Regions from separate parts of the Rattus norvegicus genome. Here region 1 is linked to region 2. A link is a contact called in public Hi-C data. All regions are on one chromosome and are shown on one strand. Each heading gives the region's core, a stretch centred on a gene start, on an enhancer-like site or on the middle of the called end of the contact. The rest is flanking DNA. Distances are from core to core; before and after follow the strand shown. Region 1 holds the start of Nt5c3a (5'-nucleotidase, cytosolic IIIA). Region 2 holds the start of Avl9 (AVL9 cell migration associated).

What was found. Hi-C and Micro-C count contacts between places; a contact is called where the count stands out from the background.
Region 1: a contact with region 2 is called in a Hi-C map of frontal cortex, with 4 times the contacts expected there. The contact joins the promoter of Nt5c3a here to the promoter of Avl9 in region 2. A contact is called at or near these places in 4 of 12 Hi-C or Micro-C datasets (frontal cortex, hepatocytes, mammary epithelial cells and 1 more).

What each region holds. Positions count from the first base shown.
Region 1 is chr4:87,533,338-87,538,788 of GRCr8, forward strand. It overlaps Nt5c3a (5'-nucleotidase, cytosolic IIIA), which reads right to left and starts at 1,501. Exons shown (of 9, transcript NM_001398841.1): 1 at 1,267-1,501. The coding sequence starts at 1,404.
Region 2 is chr4:87,288,728-87,293,656 of GRCr8, forward strand. It overlaps Avl9 (AVL9 cell migration associated), which reads left to right and starts at 3,102. Exons shown (of 16, transcript NM_001427284.1): 1 at 3,102-3,386. The coding sequence starts at 3,294.

The DNA.
Region 1 (5,451 bases), core at 251-2,750, 240 kb after region 2:
GTTTGTATAAATTCTAAGAAGAAAGGGGGTGGAGACAGACACAAAGGACTCCCCAGTCATGACCATTATAAAAGAATGAATGAAGGCTGGAGTATGTATTTAGGTCATCCAAATACTTTGCCCATCTAAAGGAACAATCAACTAAAATTACAAAAGTAAAAAAAAAAAATCTAACTCTTTTACGTATTAAATTGAAAAGCTATTAGGGGCCTGACACATATTACAGCTAATAAAACAATGCATTCTAAGGACTGATTTGTACAGTACAAACAAAAGGGTGGTGTTCTTGGTGGTCCCTTATTACTTTTTACAATGAAAGCAAACTCTTCCTTAAGATTTTGTGAAAAACCCGCCCACCGTTTAAGTACCTACAGAAAGACAGGGAAATCAGCTTTTTTTTAAAAATCACTGATGGAAAATTATAAATTTTGAGTATGGAACAAAATAAAGCCATGTAAGTAAGTTCTCTAGGCAGAGAGGAAGGCAAAACTTCTGACACAAAATGTTTGCAATCAGAGGTATATAAGCTATAATAACCCAGGAATAAATGAATTAACCTAAAATATTATTTAGAATAGTAACTGCTTCTCAACTTTCTATTTTAGTTCCGGATGTTCCCTTGTACTCCAGTGAATAAATCACACTCACCATGCTCAAGTCGGATCCAACAACTGTAACATCAAAACAAAAACCCTAAATGAAACGCCCAAACAGGGAACAAGAAGTCACTTTAAAATAAACCTCAAAGAAAATTCTCGAGACAAGCAATTTTAAGGACGCTGTAAATAACTCCTAAAAGAACATTTCTAGGATTTACAAAAGAGTTTTGGAGGACTGATTCAAGAACACTTGGTACATGAAACAAGGAAGAACATTCAAATAATCGAGCTATTCCAATTTCCGACTAGTTGATTGGCATTTCTAAAAACAATCGAAAATGCTCTTTGCATAACGTAACCCAAGATAGTCAGGATGATACAAAAAACAAAACAAAACAAACAAACAAACAAACAAACAAACACAACCGACTCCTGGGCAGGAGACTGAATCCGATTAGCTGCACCTCTCGGAAGCTGGTGCCAACTGGAGATTAGCTCTGGAGAAACGGGTTTTGCAGCAAGAGGTAGTTATCTCCGAGCATCTCTATTCTCTCCACTCTTTGAAACACTGTCAAGCATCAGCACGCGTGCAGCTTGCCCTCTCAGGGCCGCGGCCGGCCCACGTCACTTCGGCAGCTCGCGTGAGAGCCGCAGCTCCCGCACTCACCATTTCGATGATCTTGGTCTTGCGGCCCGTCTTTCTCTTCAAGGTGAATATGTACTGGGCCAGCACCACGCCCGCCACCACCGCGCACACACTGGCGCTCGCCACCGCGCCCACTCGCGCCACGGCCGCGCGGTCCATTGAAGGCCCGCGTGCTCTCGGCGCGAAAGCCCAGGAGCCGCGGGTACGAGCCCAGGGGCGCGGCCGTAAGCCGCACACTAGCCCGGAGCCCCGCCCCGTGCGGGGGGAAACCGAGGAGGCTCCGCCCAGAAGAGGTGAGGGGCGGGGACTACGGGGCGGGGACTAAGAGGCCCGTGTCCGGAACCCCCGCCCCTGCAATAGGGGCGGGACTTCCTCTAACCCTGACTTCAGGAAACACCGCAAGGACCCGGAAGAAAACAAATGTAATTCGCTACTAAAAGCAAGTAGTGCATATATAACCCAGAATCCTAGTGCTCTATAGTACACAGTAAGACCGCCCCAGAATCACGAGACAGACGAGGAAACAAAGTCTTGCCCCAGTGAAAGAGAATTCATCCGCCACCCACTCAGAAACTGTACCCCGCCTTAGACACCATGGACTACGACACCCAGCAGCCTCACCGGCGCTGCGTCTGACCTGCGCAGTAGCATCCTGGGGTGGAGGCCCACGGTGTAGTCGTCTTTGAGGGAGCTGTCAGTTGCTGGTCTTATCAGCCAGATCCTTCCTACCACTTTAGCGTACTTTCCTTAGGAGTGTGAGCAGACAGACTTGAAGCTGTACCACTTGTTTATTGTGTTTCAAGGGATTGATATAGTTTACTCCTGCTTCTCTCAGAGTAGGTGGGGTGTGATAGGGGATGCAAGAGAGATTCTTGGGATAGTTGGTCCAATTCTGTGAGGTTTGTGCTGCTGCTTGACCAGGCTGTCTCTGCCTGATATATGCAAACAAAGGAAGTCAAGAATGAAAAGCTGTGGAAGAAAAAGAATTATTTTTCTTTTTAAGGTTTTATTAGCTGGTCTAAAAGCAAATTGATATTAAGACATATTCTCTTGAGTTAAAAAATTTATGAATTGTGCAAATAGCAGTTCCACAAAATATGAGACTCAAGCTGGTCATCATGCAGCAGCATGTTTCTGGTACCTGGATGAAGGATTCTAAGGCAGGAGGATTGCTGTGATTGGCTGATTAACCAGTGCCGTGGACCATGACCCCTGCTCACAAATGAAAAGCCTCAAAGAAGTGGCCAAGAAATTGAGGCTAAAATATACCACCTAAGTTACTGAAAGTGAAGGACCCTAGTTCTTACAGAAATGTAAGAGTTATTAAGAGACTTGGCCTGGTAGAAGGTAGGTAGGTTATGGAGTTCTGTGAAGGACCCTAAGGGCTTTCGCCAGCTTTGCATCCACTGCCTCAGGTCAAGATTAGGCCAAGTACCAGCTTCCCACCTTGGGTCAGGGCTATGCCAAGTTCCATTCTCCACCCACAGTTCTTGGGAGGAGCAGGGACACTCTTGAAAATCCAAAGAATGTCCTGACTGATAGTCACCTGATCCTCTGGTTCCAGAGAGTTCAATGCATGTCATATGCTTGCTAGCCAATAGACTCAAAGGTCAATATGCTCAGCCAATAAGTTTAAACTGTAACCTTGCCGATGCAACCTGTACCCCTAAGAAGTATAAAAACTGCTTGTTATAGCCATTCGAGGTCACCTTCCAGTCACTCGCCACGAGGGGCTGATTGAAGGTTGACCCCGACACGCCAGAAAATAAACCTCTTGCATTTGCATCAAATTCCGTTCTCATGTCACACTGGGGAGGGGGAGGTCTCCGGGTAGTTAAGACTCACTTCGACTTCCTGGTTGCTGCCGCTGCAGAGAACCCGTGGGGAGCACCCCACGAGCGAACCTGAGCCTCGGGACCACAGGTAAGACCAAATTTTCTGCTGCAAGAAAGCTGCCTGGTGAGCTTGGGACACAGGAAAGCAGAATTTCTCTAGGACCGGGCACGTTCTGTGTTTACGGGAAGTCCCACACCCGCGGATCCCGGCCCGCAGCAGCTCTCTGCTCCCAGACCCGGTGAGATAGAGACCCAACCGCCTGGTCAGGTGGGCACTCCTGAGGCTGCAGAGCGGAAGAGACCACCAACTCTGCTCACCCCTGCCCACATCCCTGGCCCAAGAGGAAACTGTATAAGGCCTCTGGGCTCCCGTGGGGAAGGGCCCAGGAGCGGCAGGACCCCTGTGCCTGAGACACCGCCGGAACCTGAAAGAAACAGACCGGATAAACAGTTCTCTGCACCCAAATCCCGTGGGAGGGAGAGCTAAACCTTCAGAGAGGCAGACAAGCCTGGGAAACCAGAAGTGACTGCTCCCTGCACACACATCTCGGACGCCAGAGGAAAAAGCCAAAGACCATCTGGAACCCTGGTGCACTGAAGTTCCCGGAAGGGGCGGCACAGGTCTTCCTGGTTGCTGCCGCTGCAGAGAGCCCGTGGGCAGCACCCCACGAGCGAACCTGAGCCTCGGGACCACAGGTAAGACCAAATTTTCTGCTGCAAGAAAGCTGCCTGGTGAACTCAAGACACAGGCCCACAGGAACAGCTGAAGACCTGTAGAGAGGAAAAACTACACGCCAGAAAGCAGAACACTCTGTCCCCATAACTGACTGAAAGAGAGGAAAACAGGTCTACAGCACTCCTGTCACACAGGCTTATAGGACAGTCTAGCCACTGTCAGAAATAGCAGAACAAAGTAACACTAGAGATAATCTGATGGCGAGAGGCAAGCGCAGGAACCCAAGCAACAGAAACCAAGACTACATGCCATCATCGGAGCCCAATTCTCCCACCAAAACAAACATGGAATATCCAAACACACCAGAAAAGCAAGATCTAGTTACAAAATCATATTTGATCATGATGCTGGAGGACTTCAAGAAAGACATGAACACACTTAGGGAAGCACAGGAAAACATTAATAAACAAGTAAAAGCCTACAGAGAGGAATCGCAAAAATCCCTGAAAGAATTCCAGGAAAACACAATCAAACAGTTGAAGGAATTAAAAATGGAAATAGAAGCAATCAAGAAAGAACACATGGAAACAACCCTGGATATAGAAAACCAAAAGAAGAGACAAGGAGCTGTAGATACAAGCCTCACCAACAGAATTCAAGAGATGGAAGAGAGAATCTCAGGAGCAGAAGATTCCATAGAAATCATTGACCCAACTGTCAAAGATAATGTAAAGCGGAAAAAGCTACTGGTCCAAAACATACAGGAAATCCAGGACTCAATGAGAAGATCAAACCTAAGGATAATAGGTATAGAAGAGAGTGAAGACTCCCAGCTCAAAGGACCAGTAAATATCTTCAACAAAATCATAGAAGAAAACTTCCCTAACCTAAAAAAAGAGATACCCATGGACATACAAGAAGCCTACAGAACTCCAAATAGATTGGACCAGAAAAGAAACACCTCCCGTCACATAATTGTCAAAACACCAAACGCACAAAATAAAGAAAGAATATTAAAAGCAGTAAGGGAAAAAGGTCAAGTAACATATAAAGGGAGACCTATCAGAATCACACCAGACTTCTCGCCAGAAACTATGAAGGCCAGAAGATCCTGGACTGATGTCATACAGACCCTAAGAGAACACAAATGCCAGCCCAGGTTACTGTATCCAGCAAAACTCTCAATTAACATTGATGGAGAAACCAAGATATTCCATGACAAAACCAAATTTACACAATATCTTTCTACAAATCCAGCACTACAAAGGATAATAAATGGTAAAGCCCAACATAAGGAGGCAAGCTATACCATAGAAGAAGCAAGAAACTAATCGTCTTGGCAACAAAACAAAGAGAATGAAAGCACACAAACATAACCTCACATCCAAATATGAATATAACGGGAAGCAATAATCACTATTCCTTAATATCTCTCAATATCAATGGCCTCAACTCCCCAATAAAAAGACATAGATTAACAAACTGGATACGCAATGAGGACCCTGCATTCTGCTGCCTACAGGAAACACACCTCAGAGACAAAGACAGACAGAACCTCAGAGTGAAAGGCTGGAAAACAACTTTCCAAGCAAATGGTCAGAAGAAGCAAGCTGGAGTAGCCATTCTAATATCAAATAAAATCAATTTCCAACTAAAAGTCATCAAAAAAGATAAGGAAGGACACTTCATATTCAT
Region 2 (4,929 bases), core at 1,852-4,351:
TACTTTACAGTGATGTAATTCACTTAAAAATGAATGCACAGTCTAGAAAAAAATGGCTTAGTCTATCACTCAAGTAGGAAGACCTGAGTTCATTACCTAGCACTTACATTATAAAAAAATTGGAAATAATGGCTCAGGTCCACAGTGCCAGTGTTGGGGAAGGAGACAGGAGGATTCCTAAGGTTTGCAAGTCTTTTAGTCTAGCCAGATAGGTGCTCTCCGGGTTCAGTGAAAGACCCTGTCAATAAGTAAAGTACAGAAGTAATTGAAGAAAGGTATCCAACATTGACCTCTGGCCTCCATATACACACACAAACATAAACATGTACATATACACACAAAACTAAGATAAGGGAGGTGCTTTTAAATGTACCAGTTTAAGGACCATGAAGTCCTCTTTATCTGTCCCTTCTTTTGTGTACGTGTCATCTCAACCCCTGCACTGCAATGAATCCTTTCTCCCTCAGATCACTTCGTGTCTGAAAATAACTAAATAAATGATAATCTTAAATGATACTTTTTAAAACATTTAAGCTTAATAAAGATGATTTAATCTCACGCGATAGCCTCAGGATCCAAAGTGACACATACCTCTAAAGGCAGCGTGTCACTCCTGAACAGTGGAGTAAATGTCGATGTTTCCTGGAGACAGTCTAACACAAGTTCAAGCAAAGGTGTGAAGTTAGACTCAATTTTAGCTATGCCAACTGTGGAAAATATTAACACAGGTTACATCAAGAAAATAGTAAAAGACAAGTAGTTAACATAAAAGGGTAATGTGAAAAAAATGTTACTGGAAATCGTATAGTTTTCATGAAGCCATGAACATTGCCAAGAATTTTGCTATATAAAAAAGATATGATAGCATATTAAAAATATTGAGTAGTTTTAGAAGCATTTAAACAACTTACTTTTCAAAACTTAGCACATTCAGTAAAGGATTTGGAAACTCTAGAAACAAACCTATTTTGTGCCAACTACAGTAAAACCCAGAAGCACTTAAACTGTACATGAGTATATTTTAATCACAGCTGGAATAATCATTTGACAGGTACAATGTAAGTCTTTATTGGTGAGGATATTATGAGTCAAGACTTCCAAACTCTTGTGTATAACGTATATATTTATTTATCTTTGCGGGTATGAGGAGGATACCTGTTTGCCTAGACTGATCTTAAACTCTGTGTTAGTCACGGTTCTCTAGAGTCACAGAACTTATGGAATGTCTATATATATTAAAGGAAACTATTGTACTGACTTACAGTCTTTGGTCCAACTAACCCAACAATGAGCGGCTGTGAATGGAAGTCCAAAGATCTAGTAATTGCTCAGTCCCAAGAGGCTAGTGTTTCGGCTCTTCTTCTGTATAAGCAGGAATTCCGAAGTAGTTTCCAATGGGTGTGCTGGCCAGTAAGTGGAAGCAGGTAGAGAAGGAAGTATGCCTTTTCCATTGTCCTTATGCAGAAGGTATGGCCCAGAGTAAAGGTGTGTACTATCACACCTGGATTTGGAACTTGCTCTATCCCAGGCTGGCCTTGAACTCTGCTTGCCTCAGTCTGTTGGATGTAAAGATGTATACTACCTTGCCTGGGCCTAAGCTTTTCATGGTCACTATGCCTCAAGATCTGGATCAAAAGTATGTGTCATTCCATGTTAAGATCCAGGTCAGAAGCCTGTCTCTTCCAGCCTCAAAACCTGGATCACAGATGTGCCCTCCATTTCTTCGTTGTAGTTCATTCCAGATTTAGTCAAGTTGACAACCAAGAATAGCCATCACACTCACCAATGTGAGAAATTTGTCTTTTCTTACAATTTTAAGAACCACGTGCCTTCTTTGCCTCCTTTCCCTGTCCTTCATTAGATGTTTATCCAGGTGCACTCAGTTTAAACACTGCGTACTCTGCACTCTCTCTTTCTTCTCCTTTTCCAGCCACATCCTAAATCAGATGATCTGGAGTAAAGCGTGAGCTAGGACCTCAGCTAAAATGGAAAAGCCAACCACCACCATCACCACTACCACCTGGCCATCCTGAACAGGTGGTGTTTGTTCCTATGGTTTTTGGACTATGACCCTTTTCATCTGAAGTTATTATCATCATCATTATTATTACTATTATTATTATTAATTGTTGCTGCTGTTGTTGTTATCCCTTGTCATTGTTTTTCAAGACAGGAATTCTGTGTAGCTCTGGCTGTCCTGGTACTTGCTCTGTAGACCAGGCTGGTCTCAAACTCAGAAATCTGCCTGCCTCTGCCTCTGGAGTGAGTGTTTGAATTAAAGGCATGCACCACCACGCCTGGAGTGACTTGAAAGTTATAAAGCTTTGCTGGGTCATTATACTTGCAGTAGTGATCTTTGACCTTGTGAGCACATTTCTAAGACAATGTAGCCCAGGTTGGCTTGAAACTTGGAACTCTCTTACTTCAGCTCCTCAACTTGTAGCATTACACACTTGCAGCCTAGTATATGGGACTGTACAGAAAAAAATTAAATGAAAAAACTCTAGAGTGAAAGTAAAGAAACATTTGAGTAAGCAAGCAACTTAATTTCAACGTTGAATACACAAGATACCAAACTTCATGAAAATGCATGTGTCGTTGTAAAACATTTAAAACTCAAGGCTGAGAGATTCCACGAAAGATTTAAAGAATGAAAATACGTTTTATAAATAAGTAAAATTGAAGGAGGAGGAGTAAGGATATTTAATGAAGGAAAGATAGATTTTTAGAAGGAAGTGATTTGACAAAGATCGTAGGGAGAAAGGAGCAGGTTTAAGTGGAAGCCAATTCAACTCCTCCACCACTGACTGCAAAAGGTACCTGATGGTCAGCGTCTGCCTTACCTTGCCCCGCCCCGCCCGCTCTGCCCCGCCCCACAGGTCCTATAGGCCCCGCCTTCAACCTCTTCCGCCAATCCTGCTCTCAAACAGTCCCGCCTCTCATGTTATACAACCCCGCCCTTATCCGATTTATTTTCCTTTAATCCCGCCCCCTAGTCAGGCTCCGCCCACACTGCCTCAGACGCTGCCGGGACATGGGCCTCAGGGTACCGCCCCGCCCTGCCGGAGGCGGCTGTAGCGTCAGGTGACAGCCCGGAAGCTGCGGAAGCGGATGAAGCAGAGCGGTGGAGGCCCTGTGGGGCTTCGCGGAGGTGAGGGAGCTGGTCGGCGGCCCCCGAGCCCGTGGCGCAGCGCGTATGTGGCGCTCCGGTTGACATCTGAAAGCCGTCGCTCTGCTTTGTGCGGCCCGGCCTCGGCGTTTGGAGTCGCGGTGCGGGTCTACGGCGAGCGCCCATGGAGAAGGCTGGGCGTGAAAGTGACGGCGCCCCCTGCGGGCCTGTCCTGCATATCGTGGTGGTCGGCTTTCACCACAAGAAGGGCTGCCAGGTGAGGACCGGCCCGCGCCTACTCGGCGCCCCGCGGCCTCCCGCGCGTTGTGCCTCTGGGAATTGTGTGACGAGCAGCGGGGGTTCGGGTTTAGAGAAAGAAGGACGGACGAGCCTTCTGTTCCCTGTCAATCTCCACCGACCTGCTGGGTGTCTACCCGTAAAGGAAATCTTGAGGAAAAACTCGGCGTTTGAACGCCGGCATGTAGTGAGCTGTGGGTTTCCACACGAATGCTCAAGTAGGCTGACGCACTTGTAGGCTCCGCTCTGAAGAATCAGCTTCCTTTGTTTATCTCCCGCAAGCCTCCGAATCTGTAGTTTAGGGTTGGCGAGCGGCCCCGCCCCCTTCTCTTTGTGCCATGTAAGATTTGATCTTGCCCAGAACTATTCTTTTGGTTAGGTTGACCCTCCAAGTCGGTTGCAGTAAATGAAAATGTAACGTGCCAAACAGATAGTGCAAATGGACATGGATAGTCCAAATGGAGCCAGCTTCTTAGCTTACTCTTCAACCTACCATCTGAACAGAGCATTTGCTTTGTTTTGAAGGCAGAGGAGCAAAATAGAATAGGATTGTTTAATCTGAACAAACACTGGAAGGCAATGATGTCATAATGCGCTAGTGGATGTATATATTGAATACCTAAGGTGTTGAAAAAACGGAGTACTGCTAATAGAAAACAAAGCATTTGGTTTCTTTTCACAGAGAATGTAACATTAGAAGATAACAAAAGTAGAAAAGGGAGTGGAGAACTGGTAGCTAGCTAGCTGCGTGTGCGTGTGTATATAGGTGTGTGTCGACTGTTAACTTCAATCTAGGTGTGGTGGTACACAGCACACATCCAGCAAATGGGAGGCTGTGGCAAATTGATTATCTTAAGTTGAACAGGATACTTAGATCCTGCCTCAAAAAGAGACCATTAACTTTAAGATGTTCTATCCTTTTATCCTCAGATTAGAAAGATGTAGAATAACACTAAAGAGAAAGTAGCATTATTGTGTGTGCTATTATGACTTTTTAGTACTTCATGACTACAGCCTTTGAACTAACTAGTTGCGTTATAAGCTAGGAGTAAAGTGACAAAATGACAGAAATCACACTGAAAAAAAAAAAGATTGCTGAGATCATACTGTTTTGAAAACCAGCCCTGGAGTCGGTCAGAAGTAGTAACCTTGCTTCCTGTGCCATGTGTGTCCGTGTGTGGCAGTATAGTCATTGTGGAAGCTCGCTTCAGAACTACACTGAATGGAGCTCTGGAAAGGAAAGAAAAATCAGAATTGATAGAAGATAGGGTAGTCTTCTGATTCTTGCTGTCATTTGAAAGCCAAGATTCATTACGTTTTCTGCCTTTCTTACTGGTTTTATTGCTAATATAAATTTCAACAAAGGAAGCAGTATATAGTGCTGCATAAAGACTAGAGAATAGAGAACTGTTCTTAAAAGCAAAGATACAGGGCTGGAGAGATGGCTCAGTGGTTAAGAGTACTGGCTGTTCTTGCAGAGGTCCTAAGTTCAAATCCCACCAACCACATGGTGGCTCACAACC